2 separate regions of the Rattus norvegicus genome follow, and region 2 is linked to region 1. Evidence: chromatin contacts called from public Hi-C data. All regions are on one chromosome and are shown on one strand. Each heading gives the region's core, a stretch centred on a gene start, on an enhancer-like site or on the middle of the called end of the contact. The rest is flanking DNA. Distances are from core to core; before and after follow the strand shown. Region 1 has its middle 22 kb from the start of Cndp2. Region 2 has its middle 39 kb from the start of Timm21.

Region 1 (3,544 bases), core at 29-2,528:
TAGTTAAGCCAGGGACTTCTTAAGATCAGGGAACAAGAACAATGGCAGCACTGGCTGACTCTCATTAAGGCTGGACTGGTGATGATTGATTTCTCATATCCATTTTTGCCCTCAGCTTCTTGATGTGGTTTAATAAAAGTTACTGATGAGTAGATATTTCTGAGGATTTAAAATAAATATGACTGATTTTTATATAAAAGTCTAGATTTGTGATTCTTTTAAGATTCTCATGAGATTATTTTTTAAAGATAAATTATAATTAATCCTTTCTTTTTAACCACAAATTGTTACCTGTCAGTAGGAGAAACTGGCTGAAAAAGCTATCTTTCCTGCTTATATTTTGTTAATCTATAACCAGTTGCTTAGTTACGAACGCCTGTATTATTATGAATACTTTACCTGTTCTATGTAATGTTATTCTTGTAACGGTATTGGGGAACATTTTTTTTTCATAGTCATTCACTAGAACAAAACTAGAACATAATCACCTTATAATTTTATACTGCTTGAAAGATTTTGCTGAGATACATAAGCTGTGGTAGAAAAAATAAACTTGTTGGAATTTTGTCCCACCTACCTGTTAAGGCCTGTTAAGGTATAAGTTACCTAGCTAGCCTGCCAATATAAGGAAACTTCTCATATGTTTCTAGGTAACTTTCTAATGTCAAGTTGATTACATATTGTTTGTTATGTTTTGTGCTCTTGGAAACCAATCATGATAGAAGTTACCCACTTCTACAGTTTTATATAGTTGCCCACAATAAGCTTGGACCCGAACCCATCACCCAATTGCACTTCCTGCACCTGTACAGCTTTTATGGTATAAACTGCCCCTTAGACGGACCCCAACATAAAAAAGACGCCTGCACTGATCGATATAAGAAACTATTTGGAATACGACTTCTGTTTTGAGTAAGGGTTGAATAAAGTTTATGTTCCCAAGACCTCCCTGGGAACTGACACCCTACTTGGCAGAAAGAGACATGCACGTGGGTAACTGACATCCTGCTTGGCAAGTTAAGCCCTGAAAGTTAGACAAGTCCCATTCTGGAAGACAAGTTAGAAACATGGATATTAGACAAGGTAAGTCCTCTGTCACAGTTGAATGGGAGCAGGATAAGTGTATAGCAAAGACATGTTCCTAAGGAAATCCCTATTCCTAAATCCTGATTGGTGGAATAACTTGGCACAGATGTTTGTAGATCTCAAGCTTAAAACGCCCCGTGGGACCTTAACCCAAGGTCACAGTTCAGTTCCAGAATCTGGACTGTGGCCCTGGTCGATAAATCCTGCCCGTGCACATGCTCAATAAACTGTCCTTGTCTGACTGAGATCCGTGTTTGTGTGGTTTGTAAGGTGATTCCTGGACCCCAACACATCAAATCTATATGTATGTATGTATGTATGTATGTATGTATGTATGTATGCATGCATGCATATGTATAAAGTTTGTGTGGGAGTAAACTGAAACTTTGTTCCATCCATCAAATCTGTATTTGTGTATATATTATAAAGTTTGTGTGTGTGTGTGTGTGTGTGTGTGTGTGTGTGTGTGTGTGTGTGTGTGAAATGCTTGGAACATGGTTGGAACTTTATTCTCTCCACCCACCAGGTATGTGTATATATGTGCATATGTGCATCTGTGTATACATGTATATACATGTATGTACGAGCCTGTTTGCAAGAGCTTTGCTCCATCCCTTTTATGTGTGAACATGTATGTATCTGTCCATCTGTCTGTCTGTATATATGTATGTAAACATGTATATATGTATCTGTAGGTATGAAGTTGCTGGAGCCTGCTTTTGCTTCATTCATTCATTCATTCATTCATTCAGTGTGTGTGTGTGTGTGTGTGTGTGTGTGTGTGTGTGTGTCTGTCTGTCTGTCTGTCTGTGTGAAATAGGGTAAGGTAGAAAAGACCAATTATTAGATACTGATGTGTTCATTTAATGACTTATTTAATGCACTGTTTCTAGTGCCTATTTGCCAACCATGACTCCACTTGCTACCTAGAACAGAAAAACCTGGAAAAAAAACCTGAAACAGTGCAACATGCTTAACAACATGGTGAGTGCCACGTTCTCACCTATAAAATCTGGCTGGCCCATCAGTGTGACCTTATAGTTTTAGAGTATGAGAATGTAAACTGGATCCAGGTTTGAACCCTTTCAGAAGCTGTCCTGGCTTTGGTCCATGTCAGGGTACTCTGAAGTCACAGAACATATGGGATAAATATCTTTGTATACTAAGGGAATTTATTGGAATGACTTACAGTCTGCAGTCCAACTAACCAATCGATGAGCAGCTATAAATGGGAAGTTGAAGAATCAGCCCACGAGGCTGGGTGTTCAGCTGATGTTCTATACAAGTGGAATCCTGAAGAAGTAGGCTCTGGTAGATGTACTGGCAAGTAAGTGCAAGCACGTGAAGAAGCCTTCCTTCTTCCATGGTCCCTATGTAGGCCTCCAGCAGAAGGTATGGCCCAGATTAAAGGTGTGCACCACCATGCTGGGACCTAAGCTGTTCTTTACTTGGAACTTGATCCGTCCCTGGCTGGCCTTGAATTCAGAGATCTGCAAGCCTCTGTCTCCTGGAATTAAAGGCATGTGCCATTTTGCCTGGGTCTAAGCTTTTCATAGCCACTATGCCTCAAGATCTGGATCAAAAGTGTGTGTCATCCCATGTCAAGATCCAGATCAAAAGCCTGTGTCTTCCAGCCTCAAGGTCTGGATCACAGGTGTGCCCTCCATTTCTGGATTGTAGTTCATTCCGAATGCAGTCAGGCTGACATCTGGGAATAGCCATCACAGTCCACCAGTGACATCTCTCTCCACTCTTGTTGGGGTCAGAACGCTTATTCCCAAAAGATTTCCACATCACTGTCCTAGTCGGAGTTTCTGTTGCTGAGATAAAACACTTGGCCAAAGGCCACTTGGGGAGGAAAGTTGTTTCATCTTAAACTTCCTAGTTCATCAGTGAGGGAAGTCAGAGCAGGAACCGAGCAAAGATCATGGAGGAGTGTTGCTTCTTGGCTTGCTCAGCCTTTTTTTATATCATCCACAATCACCTACCCAGGGGTGGCACCGTCCACAGTGGGCTGGGCTCTCCCGCATCAATCATTAATTAAGAAAGTGCCCCACAGGCTTGCCCTCAGCCAATATGGTGGGGGCGTTTTCCCAACTGGGGTTCCTTCTTCCTGTATGATTCTAGCTTATATCAAGTTGATGATAGAACTAAATAGGACACTTTATTTAATTAATTACTGGGCAGGTTCTCACTGTGTAGCCCGGACTGTTTTCAAACTTGCAAAGGCCCATCTATTTCTGCCTCCTGAGTGAGGAGATTAAAGGTATACCACAATACCCAGCTACTTTATCATGTAAATGTGTGTGAGGCTGTGTGCCTGTGTGCACATGTATGTGCACAGTTGTGAGTGGGTGTCGCTTCCAACCCCGACCAGCAGGAAAGGAGCGACACCAGGACGTGACACCAGGACGTTCTTCTCAAAGCAGTTTATTCAGGAACCCTTTTGTCTACAAGC
Region 2 (3,662 bases), core at 669-3,168, 250 kb after region 1:
AAAGATCTTGGAACAAGAGTGTCAAAGGCTAAAATGGGTACAGGATCACTTCTGGGCATGCCGAGTTAGAATCATAACTACGGTAATACGGAATGCCTCTTGGCAGGCTAAGCTTCCTCAACACCCGTGTGTGTGTCCGGGGGATGGAGCAGGGGAGAAAAATAAAAGTTTAATATGGAAGCGTCAATAGACATTTACTGTGGGAATCTGCCAATAGAGGTATATGCCTTGCTTGGTGGCCAAGGAAAGTACAAAGAAATCTTGCTAGGAGACAGAAGTCCTGGAGGAGAGCACCAGGCTATTCACTTTGCTCGGACAGAAAATACTCAGAGGTTTGAGTTTACCCAGGCTCAAACCCTATAATACTAGTGGACTTTGAAAGGAAACGAAATCTAAACGTGGGTGATTGCTGGAATTAGATGATCTGAAGAGGAGATTATAGGCGGCTCTCTCAGAATGCCAAGGAACAAGAAGAGATCTCTGTTAACACGAGGAGATTCTCAACAGCCAGTGGGAAGATAATTCCGGGAGACACAACAGCTTCCTCCTGTAGTCCTTGCTCATTCAAGTCCATGGCAGCAAGGAAGCAGGGTATCTACTCTCCATAGCAGGGATGGACTCCTTCCCAAGCCTGTTTGATGCTACCCTTGCCAATGGCAGGCCAGTGTGGAATCTTTGCAAGAATTCTGCTTCCTAATGGCTTCGGTGCTGCTAGAATCTGGTGGCACGGGCTCAGGAGACAGCTCCATCAAGCAAGTGCTTACTGTGTAGGTGAGACCTGAGTGTGGTCTGTGGCACTTTCATAAGAAGCTATGTGACATGGAGCACACTTGTAATCATAGGGTTATGGAGGCAGAAACAAGCAGATTCCTGGCCAGCCTCCCCTAGTCTAGTCTTATATCCCAGTGAGAGATCCTGTCTCAAAACACGAGGTGGAGGCTTCTGAGGAGGGACAGCCAAAGCCGGCCTCCACATGTGCAAGCATACACACACCTGCACATGTACAACACACACATACACACATGTATGTACACACACACACATACCCTGAAAGAGGAGACCTGGTTGCAAATACCTTATATTTTTCATTTGTATTTAATCAAGCAAAGCCATCCCAAGTTACTATATTTACAAAGACATCATTTCTCAATCGAGCAGACTGTTCAGCCGTTCAGTTTTCAAGAGCTACAGGTGCCCTTTGAAATTTATCTGTTTTTCTCTTTGCTTATTATTTGGTTAAGATACTGGGGATGGACTTACTGGCTAAAATACTTAGAAGTCAAATATTTATAATTGCGTCATCCCTCAAGTTAGAAAAGGAATTTTACTCAATGAATGGCCTGTGAGCAAAAGGTCAGAGCAAATCGAGAGGAGAGGATTCTTCCATGTTCGTTTATGGTGTGTGTGTGTGTGTGTGTGTGTGTGTGTGTGTGTGTGTGTGTGTGTGTGTGTTCATCTGTACACCCACCCATCCATCCACATGTATGCATGTGTGTGTGTGTGTGTTTGTATTTTAAATCCAAGCAATAAAGGCAACAAAAAGATGTGCATGCTGTTTACACATGGCCATCTGGAAAGGTGGCTTTTGCTCCATTTTTGGAGTACTGCGGTCTTCTGACTGACAGAGAGGTGGGCTGTGGGAAGCTAGAGTGGTCATAACCTTGACCATGTCCAAAGCCCGGTTCTCTCAACCTTTCGTTTCATAAAACACCCTTCAAGGCTTGTTTACACCGTGTTTGGCATGTAAGGAACTGTGAGTGTGGGGCGGCTCCATATCTGATCACCTGGGGACGGTGATGTTGGTCATATTGTTAATCAAAGTCTAGCTGACTGTATCTGACACATGCAGAAGCAGTGAGCAGGGCTGTGCACCCAGAGAGAGGGCAGAGGCGGGTCTCTGTTGATTCTGAAGGCGGTGCCTTGCCAGTTAGGGATTGTGGTGCTCTTAGGGAGTGTACTGTGCCCTTGGGATTCTGCATAGTAAGAGGGTAGGTAGGGCTCCCAGAGCACACTGTCCTAATTTTATATTTTTGGTTGTGAGCCTATCCTTTAACGGCTGAGCCATCTCTCCAGCCCACACTGTCCTAATTTTAAGGTAATGACACTGAGGGAGATCTAAAATCAGTTGCTCTTTAAGGAAACACACACACACACACACACACACACACACACACACACACACGAGCAAATGCTCAAATGCACACATGCTCGATCACACTTGCACACTCACAGACACGTTGTAAGACATATGGATCCTGGCTATGCTGGGCAGTGGTAAGAACTGGTGATCACCTCTGTGCCTCATTGTGACTGAGAAGAAAGGTTTCAATGACCTCAATTATTCTTATGGGCAAACCTGAGTTTCTATGAAGCTCATTAACCTGTCCAGCACTGATAGAGAGAATGGGTTCAGTTTTCCTTCTCTCTAGATTCTCATAACTTATCCAAATATCTGAAATACCCAGGCATGCCTGCTATGGATGGATCTCAAATGCTCTCCTGAGGCTGTTACTCCATATTCTTAACCCAAATTCACACACATATCTGCCACACCTTTCCTGCCATGATGTGCCTTCGTTGTCACAAGCAAAGCAGCAGGGCTACTTGAGCATGGGCTGATAAATGTCTACTCTGTTTCCTGATTAATACCTAGTTCCTCTCTCTCTCTCTCTCTCTCTCTCTCTCTCTCTCTCTTTCTCTCTCTCTCTCTCCTCCCTCTATCTCCCCCCTCTCTCTCCCCTCCCTCTCTCTCCCCTCCCTTTTCTTTCTTTCTCTTCCTCTCTCCCCCTCTCCCTCTCTCTCCCCTCCTCTTTCTCCCTCCCTCTACCTCCTTTCCCTCTCCTCCTCTCTCTCCTCCTCTCTCTCTTTCTCTCTCTCTTCCTCTCTTTTTCCCTCCCTCCCTTCCTCCTTTTCTTCATTTCTTTCTTTTTATAAATTTAACTTTTTCACTTATTTACTTTACATCCACACACTGCCCCTTTCTGGTCACCCCTCCCACAATCCTTCCCCCTCCCCCTCCCTCATCCCCTTCTCCTCTGAGCAGGTGGGAGCCCCCTAGGTATCCATCCCCCATCCTGGCACTTCAAGTCTCTTCGAGGCTAGGTGCTTCCTCTCCCACCGAGGCAGGACAAGGCAGCCCAGCTAGTAGAACATATCCCACCTACAGGCAACAGCTTCTGGGAGAGCCCCCACCCCTGTTTCGTTGCTTGGGACCCACATGAAGACCAAGTGGCACATCTGCTACATACGTGCGGGAGACCTAGGTCCCGCCCGTGCATGTTCTTTGGTTGGTGCAGACTCTGAGATTCCATCATACATCCCTCAGAATGGCTAAGATCAAAAACTCAAGCGAGAGCACATGCTGGTGAGGATATGGAACAGGGGGGAAAGTTCTGCAATGCTGGTGGGAGTGCAAATTTGCACAACCACTTTGGAAATCAATTTGGCAGTTTCTCAGAAAACTGGGACTAGTTCTACCTGAAGACCCAGCTATACCACTCCTGGGCATATACTCAAAAGATGCCCCACCATTCCACAAAGACACTTGCTCCATTATGTTCATAGACGCTTTATTCGTTTATAGTTCCAGGAACTGGAAACAGCCTAGATGTCGCCTCTTTGTTTCTTAAAGAACTTGTCATCTATTTGGGGGAGCAGCCCTT

Evidence for each region. A called contact is a pair of places that touch in the nucleus more often than the background predicts.
Region 2: a Hi-C map of liver shows a contact between it and region 1, with 2.6 times the contacts expected there. The contact joins two enhancer-like sites. A contact is called at or near these places in 7 of 12 Hi-C or Micro-C datasets (the A7r5 cell line, Schwann cells, hepatocytes and 3 more).

Annotation. Positions count from the first base shown.
Region 1 is chr18:80,308,278-80,311,821 of GRCr8, forward strand. No RefSeq gene overlaps it. Among named protein-coding and RNA genes, the nearest start is that of Cndp2, 22 kb to the right of the region's middle. Within about 2 kb of position 1,279, at least 1 of the 93 cell types and tissues checked has an H3K27ac peak or open chromatin away from gene starts, as enhancers often do. A contact at or near this core is called in liver, where this site is marked.
Region 2 is chr18:80,553,598-80,557,259 of GRCr8, forward strand. No RefSeq gene overlaps it. Among named protein-coding and RNA genes, the nearest start is that of Timm21, 39 kb to the right of the region's middle. Within about 2 kb of position 1,919, at least 2 of the 93 cell types and tissues checked have an H3K27ac peak or open chromatin away from gene starts, as enhancers often do. A contact at or near this core is called in liver, where this site is marked.